2 separate regions of the Ovis aries genome follow, and region 1 is linked to region 2. Evidence: chromatin contacts called from public Hi-C data. All regions are on one chromosome and are shown on one strand. The core of a region is the stretch at or near the end of the contact, and the rest is flanking DNA. Distances in the headings are between cores, read along the strand shown. Region 1 overlaps RPS6KL1 (ribosomal protein S6 kinase like 1). Region 2 holds the start of PROX2 (prospero homeobox 2).

The links. Hi-C and Micro-C count contacts between places; a contact is called where the count stands out from the background.
Region 1: a contact with region 2 is called in a Hi-C map of tail adipose tissue, with 4 times the contacts expected there. The contact joins the enhancer-like site here to the promoter of PROX2 in region 2. A contact is called at or near these places in 6 of 16 Hi-C or Micro-C datasets (blood, liver, mixed tissues and 2 more).

What each region holds. Positions count from the first base shown.
Region 1 is chr7:84,235,875-84,242,697 of ARS-UI_Ramb_v3.0, reverse strand. It overlaps RPS6KL1 (ribosomal protein S6 kinase like 1), which reads left to right. Exons shown (of 10, transcript XM_060418352.1): 7 at 27-635; 8 at 1,324-1,646; 9 at 2,816-2,911; 10 at 3,167-4,699. The coding sequence ends at 3,277. DLST (dihydrolipoamide S-succinyltransferase) reads right to left here. Exons shown (of 15, transcript XM_004010793.5): 15 at 5,795-6,823. Among named protein-coding and RNA genes, the nearest start is that of RPS6KL1, 15 kb to the left of the region's middle. Within about 2 kb of position 3,262, at least 18 of the 54 cell types and tissues checked have an H3K27ac peak or open chromatin away from gene starts, as enhancers often do.
Region 2 is chr7:84,198,072-84,205,403 of ARS-UI_Ramb_v3.0, reverse strand. PROX2 (prospero homeobox 2) reads left to right here and starts at 4,632. Exons shown (of 3, transcript XM_027972028.3): 1 at 4,632-5,417. The coding sequence starts at 4,701.

The DNA.
Region 1 (6,823 bases), core at 2,013-4,512, 39 kb before region 2:
CTTGCGGCTCCCTCTGCTTGGCCCAGGAGGTACGCTCTGGTCCCACCTGCTCTCCCAGCCGTGCCCCCAGCAGTCTGGGACCGGATCTGGCTCCAGTCTGGAGAGGATGAAGGCTCCACTAAACTCCCGTCTCAGCCTCGGGACCAGCTCAGTGCCCCCGGGGCACACCCGCCCGCGGGACGGAATCCCTCTGGAGCCTCCGTGGACTTCTCAGAGCCTCACCCCAGCCAGGAGGGTGGTGGCCGTTAAACCCCAGAGAGAGACTGGGGGTGAAGCCTCAGCCAGAACGAGCACTGCCCGCGTCTGGGACCTTCCAAAGGCCCCAGGTGGCCGCCTGCACTCCCACACCGGGCGAGGACTTGGCCGGAGCTCGGAGCCCGCGCCCCCATGGGGGCTCCCTTGGGTTCGGGCCGGGGCCGGCCGGGTGCTGGGGGGCTGCAGCCGAGGCAGAGGCCCGAGCCACCTCTCGGCCTCTGGAGGGGCCAGCCTGGTGTCCGGCAGGGGTGCCTGGAGTCTGAAGGAGGAGCAGGTGAGGCAGTGGGCGGCCGAGACGCTGCTGGCCCTGGAGGCGCTGCACCAGCAAGGGGTGCTGTGCCGGGACCTCAATCCCCGGAATCTGCTCCTGGACCAGGCCGGTAGGAGCCCCAGGCGGGGTGTGGGGGCTGGGGGCAGAGGAGTGGGCCCTAACCCCACCCCACCCCTCAGGAGGGAGGCCCCCACAGCCTTGAGATTTCCCCAGAGCCAAGAGGAGGCAGACGGTATCTGACTGTTCCCCCTGGACCACCCCCACCCCCTGCCTTTTCGGGAAGGCCTCGGCCAAGCCCGGCTGGCCGGCTGTGGTTAAGCTTGGAAAGCACACCCTTTCCCCACCCTGAGCTCTGGGGCAGCCGCTCCTGTGATGACCAGGTTGTTCCAGGGGCCTTGGGGGGCCGAGCCCCTAGGGAACCTCTGCCCAGCACGGCCCACTGGCTCCTGGGGTCCCCTGCCCCACGCCAAAGGCTCCAAGATGACTAACTGCGGTTTTCGTCCCCCTCTGGCTCCTCCCTGCACACACACGGCATGACAAGGCCACATCCGGCTCACGTATTTTGGCCAGTGGTCAGAGGTGGAGCCCCAGTGCTGCAGGGAGGCTTCGCACAACCTCTACAGTGCCCCAGGCAAGAAGGGAAGGGTGAGGCAGCCCCTGAGTGTCTGTGTGTGGGTGGGCCGGGGGACTGAGGATGAGAGAGGCAACAGGCCCATCCTGGAGGTGGGGATGGTGGGGAGGGGTTGAAGGGAGACCTGCCCTCTCAGCAAGGCTGAGGACTGTTCTGGCTCCCACAGAGGTCGGTGGGATTTCGGAGCTGACCGAAGCCTGCGACTGGTGGAGCTTTGGGTCTCTCCTGTATGAACTGCTGACTGGGACGGTGAGCTCTGTGTGGGCAGGGTGTGGAGCCTGGCTGGTGTCACTGAGCATAGAATGGGCTGGGGTTAGTCCAACCGGTCAGTCTTGGGGGCTGAGCCTACCTGATCGCTCAATACCTGGCCATTGGGCCCAATGTCTTGTCAGCACAGGCCCCCTCTCCCCCAGCCCAGAGGCCGTGAGAGAAGGAGGAAGCAATTCCCACCAAGGCCTTGGCCACACCTTGCACCCCGACCCTCGTCAGGCAAGTGGCGATAGCTTGGGAGACTGTCAACTTAGATGAGGGAGAGTTGAGCTGCGGTGCTCAGGGAAGGTTCCTGGAAGAGGGTGCCTGGGCCTAGCTCTGGAGGGCAGCTGAGTGTGACGCAGCCTTGTTCCTCAGATCATCCCTCACAGGCCTCCTCTCCCCACTGCTCACACCACGCTCCACTCCCCCTCACACCCCGTCCCACACCCTTCAGAGCTGTGACCCCTAGACTTTGGCTGGAAGACCAGAGAGAGGGTATCCATCATCCCAGGCCGGCAGCTGCCCTGTCCAGCCTGGGTCGAACCAGAGCTTGAAGTTCCCCTCGCAAACACCTTGCTCAGGGTGGTGGGCTCAGCTCTCTGTCCTCCCTCATGAGCTCAGTGCTGCACCTGGGGCTGGTTAAGTCAGGCAGCAGGGAGAGGCCAAGCTCCATTTGAGCAGGAAATGTCCTGAGTGGATGTGGTGTAACTGGAAGTTCAGAGCTGACCGGTCACTCCTGGCTCCCTCCTGCTTTGGTCCCGAGGCCAGGGCCTCTGAGAGCTCTGGCTGCAAACAGCCGCCCAGAGTGGTTCTCTCCTATTAGCCAGGGCCCTCCCACCTGTCCAGCTCAGGGCTCCTGGCCCTCCTCCTGGTGGCTTCTTGCCTGTCTTCCTGACCTCCAGACACACCCCTCTGCTCCCCCGCAGCTGCACCCTTCTGGAACGCAGATAGGTCCTGCCTTCTTCTCCCACCACAGCCCTGCCTTGACCCTGGCAGGAGCATGCCATGGCAAAGGAGCCGCCCGTGGAGATTTGCTTTCTGTAAGGAGACAGGTTTCAGTGCTATTCCTGATAGAGTGCCTGCCCCGATGGCAACCCAAGACCGGTGCTTCTAGCAAGCTTGGAGCCATAGGGGCCTGGGTTCAAACCCTGAACTCAGCACAAATCCGTCAACCTGCTTCTTGCCCTTAAAATGGGGGTGCCAATTGCTTACTTTGAAGGTTGTTGCAGAAACTAGGGATCACAGGTGTCAGGCACCTTCCTCAGCCCGGCAGGCAGCAGATCCAAAGCAGAAGGCGATGGAGTCATGGCCATGCCCGTGAGGTATAACACAGGGCGAAGAGATGCAATCTCGGCCGCCAGTGGAGTGTACAGACTCCTGGGGGCCGCCTCCCTGTGTCTTCCCAGGCGCTGTCCCAGAGCCACCCCTCAGGAATCCAGCCCCACACCCAGCTGCAGCTGCCCGAGTGGCTCAGTGGCCCGGCGGCCTCCCTGCTGACTGAGGTGAGGTGCAGGCGGCCTCCCGGTGGCGCCTTCTTGGCCTGAGGGTGGACAGAAGGGAGGGCAGAGCCCTGTGTGTGAACAAGTCACCCCATGTACTAGGTGTCTGGCATGGGTGCAGGAGGGTCATAGGGCCAACAAATTTCTATACCTCGGTGGCCAAACACCAATGTCGACCCCCTGTCCGCCCCCACCAGGGTAACAGGGTTCCCGGGGCCTGGCCAGCCTGCCCAGGGCTGACTGGGCTTTTCTCCGCAGCTGCTGCAGTTCGACCCGGCCCGGCGCCTGGGCGCTGGAGGAGGCGGCGTCCATGAACTCAAGGCCCACCCCTTTTTCAGTTCCATCCAGTGGAGCAAACTGGGGGGGTAGGAGGGCGTGGCGTCAGCGACAGGAGCGGCTGGACTGGCCTGGATCTCCTCTCCTCTCTTTGCCTGCCACTTCCCAGCAGTGGCCCTAGGGCAAAGAATGCAAGGCAGCTTGCCTTTCCTGGTCAGGACTCCACCCTTGGGCCTCAGAAGTCTCATCACCACTGACCAGGAAGGGCCTTGTGGACTCCCCCAGCCACCTCTTGGAGAAATGCTTTCTAGTCGGTGCTGAGGGGCAGACATCTCAGCCTGTTAGACAGCTTGAACGTCTCCACCTGTCCACCCTCCACCCATCAGTCAACAGTCACCTGCTGTGTCTACACCCTGTACCTTGAACTGGGACCTGCCCTGTTAAAAGGTGCCTTCCTTGGCATTAGCTCTGAGCTACTGACCACCTGCTGAGCCGAGAAATCTTGACTCATGATCTGCCATGTGCCCCACTCAGGGTGTCTCTGGAGACTCATCTCAGGTTACTAGTACCCTGGCTTCCTGGCTCCAAACCAGGGCTGTCCTAGCTCGTCATCTTAGCCACGCAACTAGTGTGCCCCTTCTACCAAAGGCTACTTCCCCAGGGGGTGGGGGAGGCAGGGAAGCAGGGAAGAAGTCTGTAGCGGATATGGGGTGGAGCGGGGAGGGGCGGGGGGGGACAACCCACCCCCTCCTGACCATGCTGCTTATCTTGTAATTACAGACCTTTGAGAGCAAAAGGAAAGGAGGGGAGGAAAATAAGGATAAGGAGGGAGGGGGAGAAAGAGGGGAAGGCACAGCTCTGCCACTTACAGAAGCTTTATAAACAGAATAAAGGGCTCCCTTCCCCAGCTAGCCCACCCACGTGGAGAGAAAGCAAACCCTGGCCTGTGGGTCTGAGCTGGGGGACCACAAAACCGACTCCAGCCTGAAGCCACTTGAAGGAAAGTTGTCTCCACTCGGGTTCCCTTCTTGGACATTTGTCCTGTTTACCATTTTGCATTTCAGTGTTGAGGGTCCACTCAATCCACTGCCCACTGTGACTTCATTTCCTTTTGAAATGAAACCACGCATCACCCAGAATGATTGCCCAAGCTTCTAGCCGGAAGCAAGAAGTTTCTGGTCTCTGAAGAGCTAGGATAAGTAGTTACCCCCAAAGATAATTCCCTCCCCAGATTTGGGGGCCCTCTTCTTCCTCTTAGGACTCACCCTGTCACTGGGGTGTGGCATCCAAGACAGAAACTTCCATCGACCTCTGCCCTCAACTCCTTCTCGCCTGAGTCTCCATCACCACCAGGGGGACACCACCCTCCAGTCCTGGCTGTGAAGGGCTGGGGACCGGTGTTGTGGGGAGGTCCTTGGGATGAGTCTGAGGCAAAGGACACAGGGAGGTGCTGGCTCTCCCTGGGGCTTGCCCACCCCTTCCACCCCCACTCCAATAAAGCTTCCTCTTACCTCTGGTGTCCTTGCCTTATTAACACAATGAGAGGGGCCCTGCAAGAACGGGATAAAGGAGGGTTCTCCCAGAGGAGCTCCATGACAACCAAGAGTGTGTTTGGAACCTGCTAGGAAGGAGGAAGCAGGGCTCGTAGTGAGCAGCATGCCAGCCTATACCCCTCAGAGCAGCTGTGAACCCACAGAGAAGTCCCAGCACGTAGAGGACACCGGAAAAGTCTTCAGAAGGCCGTGGTGCTTGCGGGTGGGGGTCCAATCCTCACAGAGACCCCTTGAACACATGGTGGCTCCTGAGAAGGTTGGAGCTCAGGGAGGTAAACGAGAGGGCCTGGCCAGAGCCTGGTGGAGCCCGTTCCAAGTCTGTTCCTTCTGCTACACTCCGTCAAGACCACCCCTAAGCACCGAACGAAGTGCCTCTGGAACTTCTGGGCCTCCTTCGTGCAATAAGCACTGCACATCTGGCACTCTGCTAGGCCTTGGGTTTAGAACTGTGGTCCCAGCGGGGCTTACAGTCTGTCTCCATTTGATAAAAATGGGGCTAAATACATCTCCTTTGTAGGTTTACTAAAGATATGAAAGCTTGTAGCTCCATGCCCCAGATCTGATCATTCTAAAATTCTTTCATTGAACCCAAGTTTCTTCTCCCTACTCGCTCTAGTTCTGCCCTCTAGGAGCCACTCTGTTCCTGTGACCGACCTTCATACAAAGATGGTACCACTGTGAGCAAGGTCCGCAGGCGGGGACTGCGTGGGCAACAGCCAGGCTGTTTCAGCCTGGACACTACCAGGCACTGTCACACGTACGCCACACAGATCAGCTCTCCGCCCCACCCGCTAACCCTCACAGACCACTGCCCCAAGAGATGATCTACTCTCATTTGTTCTGACCAACCTTGAGCTTCTGGGTACCCACGTGGCCATCAACTGAAAATGTGAAATTATGAGTCGCTCCACCTCTCCCCAGTCCATCCCAGAAATAACAAGAGGCCCCACCAAAATGTAAATGTCAGCATTTGAAGGGGCCTCAAGCAGGGGGGAACAAGTTTTTCCTCATCAGTACAACCTCAGTAACCAAAAGAAGTACAGAAGCAGAAACACTGTTTGCGAACATTTGCCCTTTAATTTGCATTTAAAATCAGTTTCTTTAAATATTTTAGTTACGTTCTGAATAGTGAAGACGTAGTAGCTGCTGCAGGCACTCAGTACTGGCTCCCACCCCTCCCCCCACCCAACCCCCAGGCCTTGCTTCTGCTCAAGATACAAATGGGCATTCCATACTAAATGGCTCCCGGTGGTCAAGGGTCAGCAGCCTCAGGCCTGGATGCAGTTGGATACAACGTGATGAAGCCCAGTAACTTTCCTGACAAGATGTGTGCATTTAACCATGCTCCGAAGAATTCCAATGTGGTGCCCAGACCCAAGGCAGCACCTCCAAGGTGACACTGGCCTTTTCTCCACTGTGTACAAGCATCTTGGGCTGGTTTCCACCACAAGCCATCCTGCACCAGACCTGTGTTCTATGGAGGAAGAGCTGAGGCTCCGCTCCTGAAGGGCACTGACACAGGAAGGAACTGAACTGCCTCTGCAGCCCACAGGTTTATACCAACGGGATTTAAAAGCTCAAGACAATTCGAGCCAGTCCACAGGAAGTCACCTCCACGCCAATCTCTACCAGGAGCCATGCGAGCCCGCGGCTGGGACACGCTCGGTCTCCCTGCCAAGAGGTGCTGGCATCTACATGAGGACAGGATGGGAGAAACTGTTCCTAGCAGCCGGGAAAGGTCGGCACCACCTCAGCTGTGTGTGCTTGGGCCAAAATGGGTCTTCCTGGTGCAGTTATGACGGAGAGTGTGAGGGCAGGCCTGGGCTCTGCTCCAGTCTCGTTCGTAACACATGACCTCAGAATCCGCCCTCTCCCACCTCAACGCTGCCTACTCCCCGGCTCTGCCCCTCCAGATCCCCCAGCATGTGCTTCCTGGAAGAGGTAGAAGAGGCAGCTTTTAGACAATGACAGCTGAGAATGCAGGTGCCACTTGAGCAAAGCAGCACCCCGTGCCCTGTGGTCAGTACCTCCACACGGGTGGAATCGAGTGAGGACGCGCACAGCCAGGACACAGGCTGCTCTGAGC
Region 2 (7,332 bases), core at 3,383-5,882:
GCATTATTTCATTCTTTTGTATGGCTGAGTAGTATTCCATTGTATGTATGTAGCACTTATTCTTTATTCATTCATCTGTTGATAGACATTTAGGTTGCTTCTATATCTTGGCTACTATAAGTACTACAGACATGGCAGGGGTTGGGGGGGGGTGCATGTATCTTTTTTTCCACACAGCAAGCAGGATCTTAGTTCCCCATTCAAGGATGGAATCTGTGCCCCCTGCAGTGGAAGCTTGGAGCCCTAACTACTGGAGGCAATTCCCTGCATGTATCTTTTTGAGTTAGAGTTTTCTGCTGATATATGCCCAGGAGTGGGATTGCTGGGTCATTTTAGGAACCTCCATGCTGTTTTCCACAGTGGCTGCACCAATTTCCATTCCCACCAATGGCGTGGGAGGGTTCCTTTGAGAAACCCTCTCTGACCCCACTTCTCTTTCCAGCTACTTTTCCATTTATCTCTTCCTTACAAAACACCTTGAAAAAGTTGTCACAGTCAATGTCACCAATTCCTCTTCTTGTCCTCTCCTTAAAATTCAGTCCAACCAGGCTTCCCCTGCCCTCTACTCCACCAAAACTGCTCTGATAAACACCACAAGTGACTCTGAGTAACATCTGGAATTACTAACTTGAACGGTCAAGTCACAATCCTTATGTGACTTGACCTCTCCCATCTCCTAGAAACACTTCCTTCACTGGGCTCCCAGGACCTCACACACCCCTGGACCAGACTAGACTAGACTTCTTCTTACTTCACTGATTGCTCTTTGTGTTTCCCGCTTAGGTGCCCTCTTGCCCAGCCTCTTCATGCTATTAAGTCCCAGGACTCAGACTTCAGCCCCCTGCTCCTTGATGAGTCCATCCATCTATTTACCAGCAACTCTCAGTTGTATATTTCTAGCCCAGATCTCCCCATTGAGCCCAAGGCCTAGTTATCCAATTCCTTTCTCAGCATCCTCATTGAGATGTCTGATCATTATTTCACATTTATCACTTCCAAAACTGGGCTCCTGATATTCCCCCCCAAGTCGGCTTCTTCTGTAGCCCTCCCCGTCTCAGTTCATGCAACTCCATCCTTCCAGGCCGAACAATTTGGAGCCATCATCAGCGATGCTTCTTTTTCTCTTGGGCCTCACATCCAGTCTGTTATTAACAGTAAACCCCACTGGTTTCAACTTTGACATATATCCAGGATCTGACACCACTTTCCACTTCTGTTGCCATCACCCTGGTCCAAGCCATCTCATCTGAATTATTATCATCTAGTTGATCCCCAGAGCCTCCTAAGCCATCTCTCTGTTTCAACCCTTGCTCTCCACCCCTAGTTTATTCCCCACCCAGTAAAGAATGAGCCTTTTAAAACTAAGTCAGGTCACGTTTGCACATAGCCTTCCAATGGGTCCTCGTTTATCTCAGAGTGAAGGCCAATATTTTCACAGTTATCAACAAGGCCCTGTATATTGGCCTTCCATTCCTTCCTAAGTTATTACATCTGTCTCCCTTTGCATGATTGTTAGCTCCACTTGGGCAGAGGATTTTGTTGGTTGTCACCACTTAGCCCATATTTGTTGAATGAATAAATGAATGAATGTAGAAAAAGGACCGGAGTGAGAAGAGGCTAGAGGATGGGGACCAGGCATGAGGTATTGGAATTGCCCAGGTGAAAAATTATGAGATGCGGAGTCAGGAAAACATAATGGGAACAATATGGCAGAATGCGGTTCAGAGTCATTTTTTCCCAAAATTTACCAGCCATAGTGACCACATGTTGAGGATAAGAAGATGGGCAGGGGTCAAAGAAGCTCTCCAGCTTCTGGACTGAACAAGAAGATAGGTGGCAGAGAGGTAAGGCAGAGGGCAGCCACAGACTCTGGGTTTGAAAATGTTGAGTTTAGGAAATGGTCACTAAGAATAACTATAACCAAGCCCTTCTTTTTGGAAGCTGTGCTGTGCTTAGTTGCTCAGTCATATCCAACTCTCTGCGACCACATGGACTGTAGCCCACCAGGCTCCTCTGTCCATGGGGATTCTCCAGGCAAGAATACTGGAGTGGGTTGCCATGCCCTCCTCCAGGGGATCTTCCCAACCCAGGGATTGAAGCCAGGTCTCTTGCAATGCATGCAGATTCTTTACTGTCTGAGCCACCAGGGAAGCCCAAGAATACTGGAGTAGGTAGCCCATCCCTTCTCCAGGGGATCTTCCCAACCCAGGAATCAAACCAGGGTCTCCTGCATTGCAGGCAGATTCTTTACCAGCTAAGCTACCAGGAAATATACCATGTATATTTTAACTGAAAATATACATGGTTTGTACTGTTGTTATTTAGTCCCTCTAAGTTAAAATATCAATTGTGCCAGTGTAGTGATCATTATTCGGAGAAGGCAATGACACCCCATTCCAGTACTCTTGCCTGGAAAATCCCATGGATAGAGGAGCCTTGTAGGCTGCAGTCCATGGGGTCGTGAAGAGTTGGACACGACTGAGCAACATCGCTTTCACTTTTCACTTTCATGCATTGGAGAAGGAAATGGCAACCCACTCCAGTGTTCTTGCCTGGAGAATCCCAGGGGCGGTGGAGCCTGGTGGGCTGCCATCTATGGGGTTGCACAGAGTCGGACACGACTGAAGTGACTTAGCAGCAGCAGCAGCAGCAGCAGCAGCAGTGATCATTATTGGTTAGGAAGCAGCTAATGTATATGCAATGATCAAGTTGTACTTATTAGATATGATTTTTAAATATTTTTTTCATGTTATACAAATAGTGTATATTCATTGCCAAATGATCGCAGGAAGTTAAATGTTTCTCTTTCCAAGAGGTGGTAAACTATCCAAACTATTGGTAAAACTTGGCAATAGCAAATTCTTTCATTTATATTAATTTGGCAAATCACTGATTTTTATTTTTAGTAATTTACAAATGTCTTACTTATTCAAAGCCAGAATCTTCTAACTGACCTGAGAACCTAGCCTTCTTTCAGTGGCATTTCCCTCAAAATGGCATGCAGTTGCCATTTCCTCCTACCTTTCACTCTAGTGTTGGCATGAAGTTGCCCTCAGAGAGCTTGTGTTGTGTGTCTGCCAGCTGCCAGCCAGCTCCAAGTGGAGGCTGTGGTCAAGTCTACCAACTAGAATCCATTGGCTGCAGAAGAGCTGGGATTTCCTGAAGCAGAGAATTCCAAGCAAGCTTCAAGATGAAAATGGGAAGAAAGCAAAGTCTCTCCCACCAGCATTTGTACTAGAGAAGCAATCAAGAGTGGAAATCTGTAGAGAAAAAAGAAATTCATTTAAAATTTCTAGGAAAGGATGAATCTGCTTAACAGGCAGAGAAGTCAGTCTCTTGTGCAGGTCTTCTTATCTTTGAGGAAGGACCTGAAGTGTGTTTGCATTAGAAGACTTGGAATCTTAGTAACTGAGAGCCATTCTTAACCTTGATGAGCCTCAGTTTCCTCACCTACAAAATGGGAGAATTACACCAACTGTCAAGATTGGTGCGTGATGTAATGACTACACATATGAATGTTTCATAAACTCGAAGTGCCTTATACCTGCTACCTGAATTACCTCTTGGTTCAAATGCAGTGCACTTTGATATTCATGGGAATAAAACAGCTCTATGCAGCCTTTTCTAACATTGCTCCCTCATTCTCCCATACCTTCATCCCAGTCCCTTACTGTCTTTTTTCTTCATAGAAGTTATCATGACCTGAAAATGTACTTATTTATTCTCTCTTCCCCTGCTATACATCTTCCTCTATGAGAGTAAGACTATGCTGTTTTATTCACCACAGACTCTCCAAGCATCCAGAAGAAGTCTTGATGTACAATAGATGCTTAAAGAGCAGCGGTGAGAATGTTGAAAGACAAATGCATGATCCAACTCTTCCTGGAGCAGGACTGCATAGTGGTCAAACAGCACATTCTCAAACTTCATTTTGCTTGTTTCAAAGGCAGGTGCCCTAACACAGTACCAAGGACTTCTGATTAAGCAGGACTGGTGGGCCTACTGGATCTGCTATTTTTAACAAGTCCCCAGGGTGATTCTATTGCAGAAAGTCATTCTAAATCAAGATAAATCTTATTCTGACTCCAGCCTGACACTAACTATATGACCTTAGGGAGGTAACTTCTTAATTCCTCTGAGCCTGTTTCCTTTATCTGTAAAATAGGACTGCCAGCATTCCCACGGAGCTGTTAGGAGAATTAAATCAGGTAATGGGTGTAAAGTTATTGGCGCAATGCTAGTTAGGCAACTGGCTGCCACAATCATTATTATGGATTATTTTATTTTTATGTCCTGGCAGGACAAGAACTTTCTCTTGGGAGGCCTGCTCTTGGGAATGTCTTCAAACTGTGGTTGGGACCAGCGGCATCACCTGGGAGCTGGCTGGGGATACAGAAACAATCGCTGCCCCACGCCAGACCTGCTGACTTAGAATCTACATTTTAACAGGATTCAAGCTGATTCATCTGCATGGTCAAGTTTGAGAGGAACCGCTCAAAGTCACAGGTCCTGTTTTCTCCTGTCTCTGTTTTCAGAGTGCACAGGAGGTGGGTGAGCGCCCGGAATCCCAGAGTCTGAATCCTTCCTCTAAGTGGAGAGGAGAGATCCCCAGCTCCCTGGAGGTGCACCTCCAGGCTGAGGGCCTCCGGAGGAGGAACTCTCTGGCGGAACCCTGACTACGGCATCTGTGGAGCCAAGAGATGGATCCAAACTCCAGTTTGCTTTTGGGTCCAGCCCAGTATCTGACAGAACCTTGTATGGAAGGTGGAAGAAGCCTGTCCCCCAGAGAGCAGAGCAGATGCTCCCCCTTTGCCTGGAGTCAGGTCCCCAGCTCCAGCCTCTCCGACCCTGACTGCTTTGGGGATGAGCACATCCAGGCAAAGAGGGCCAGAGTAGAGACCATCGTCCGAGGCATGTTCCTCTCCCCAACCTCTCTGGGGCCAGGCAGGGCCCCCGCTGGGGACAGCCCAAGCCGCCCAGAGAAGCCCCGGGGGCGGAAGAGGAAGCAGAGCCTTCCCATGCAGCAAGACCCCCTGGAGACAGGCCCCGCAGGGAACCGGGGCGGCGGCAGGAAGGGGGGCCCTCGGGTGAGAGGACAGCTCCACCTGCTGAGGCAGCAGATGAGACACCTGCAGGAGCGTATCCTGCAGGCCGTGGAGCCCAGGGCCGCAGCCCAGGGCCCTCCAACAGCAGGCCAGAGGAACGGCTCTGGGTCTGGGCCCTGGGGGGTGGACAGCGACCACTGCCAGGGGTCCATCGGGGACCTCTCCAGGGTGGAGAAACACAGAGCGTCTGAGGTCCAGTACCTGTCTGAGGGGCCCAGATTTCTTCCCTCTGAAGCACCGGCCTTGCTGGAGAGTCTGAAGAAAGAACTGACGGGGGCCATATCCCAGGCTGTGGACTCGGTGTTACAAAAGGTACTGGTGGATCCATCGGGGCATCTGACTCAGCTGGGCGGGAGATTCCAGGAGCCGGTGCCAGATGGGAGAAGCGAGCCCTTGCCTCCCGAGGGCAGTGCCCGTAAAGATCCGCTTCCTCTGGCGGCCTTGCCCAGACGGGCCCAGCCGCCAGCGGGGGCTCCGCTGGGAAGCTTATCGCTAGCCAAACCTCTAGATTCTCCCAGGTACCCCGTCTCTCTGAGAATGATCCCCAAACCCTATCAGGCTTCCCCAGCAGACTGTTCCTTGGTGGTTGCACCTGCCCACATCCAGGAGGAGCAGATTCTCGGCCAGCTACTGGGCCATGGGCCCGGTGGCCGCTGGAGGGGTGGTCTTCCTCAGGACCCGTCTGCCCCGAGCCAGCCCTCCTCCGAGGTGGCCCTGCGACCTTGGGGAGCTGCCAAACTGCGACCTCTGGCCTTGAGCCAGCAGCAGTGCCCCTGGCCCTTCACGTCCACCTGTTTGGAAAGACTGCCCCTCGTTCCCCCAATGAAAATGGAGCCGGGTGGCCGGCAGGCCGTCATGGACACGCTTCCTTTCTCTGCGGCCCACATATCCTTTTTGGGCAATTGGGGTTCTCGTTTGTCCCAGCCCAGGGAGACAGGAACTCTGGATGCTGAGGGGAGGTTAGGGGACACATAACTGCTTGGCACAGGGAACTGCTCTGCTCTTCCAGAGGAGAGGGGGTCTTCTCAATGTTCATTCTGGGGCTTCCTTCCCCTGTGGCTCATAGCTAGTAGGTTCCTGAGAAAGTGGTGATCAGTTCTGAGATCTAAGGGTCTGGGAGAGCTCCTTTACCTTCTTCTGTAACATAGATTCTATCACTACTGACTTAGTCCTTTGGGTCTGGAAGGGGTTTGTTTATTTTTAAACCCAAATGGGCTCCCAAAATATGACAAAAACACTCTGTGGAAGGAGGGACCCCATCACTGAGACGTCAGCTGCTCACACCCCTTGGCCAAACAGGCCAAAGGAATGGCCTTAACTGAGGCGTGGCTCCCGGAACCTCTTGTCTCTTCAGGCAAAAAGAGACATCTGCTTAATTGAGACATCTCATTAAATTGCACCTCCTTGTGTCTGTGGAGTCACACAAGCAGGGTGAATAGTCCTGCCCCTTCTACCTGCACCAACTAGATAACTCATGGGCAATACACGAGGGGCCAGAAACTTGCCGGGCTGATGGGAAAGGGGAGATTTACTTCAGGGACAAGACCTGAGGCCAGGTGAAAGGGGTAAGAAGACTTCAGTTTAAGGACTAGCTTCTAAGCTGCAGCTGAGGAGAGAGCTGGGTGCTGTGTGGGTGTGGAGCAGGGTTGGGGGCCCCCGCCAGACAGGCTGTGGGGCCCAGGCTGGTCTGCAGGGGGTCTGAATCTTACTGCATCACCTTTGCAAGCCGTAGAGAGATCCCACTCAGAAACAGGCATTTCTTCAGAGTAACGCTCCCTCAGGAATGTAAAAGTTTTTGAAGCAAGAGAAGTAGTTGCTTGGGTAAACACTGTGTTAATTCTATTTCTGTGGGACTGCTCAGAGCCTTTTTAACATGAAGTCCGATGAAAAACACTAAGAGGAGAATGTATACAGTCCCACATGCATAAAACCAAAGAACCCTCTTTCAACCAGCATCTTGTGAGATTAAAGCTCCTGAGAACATATTTTGGATGTGGCTTTTTTAGTGAGCCAAGCTCACGCTGCTGCTTCTCAGGGACAGCCTTAAATTGCATCTCCTGGGTTCTGTGGAGTCACACAAGCAGGGGTGAATAGTCCTGCCTCTTCTACCTGGCAAGCTGTGGCAAAGGCGGCAGGAATGGGGTGGAACCAGCACAGGGCCACACCAGGCTGGCTCTTGTGTCCTAAGTGCTATGAGCGCCACCTGCTGGTCACAAGTGTTGGCAAC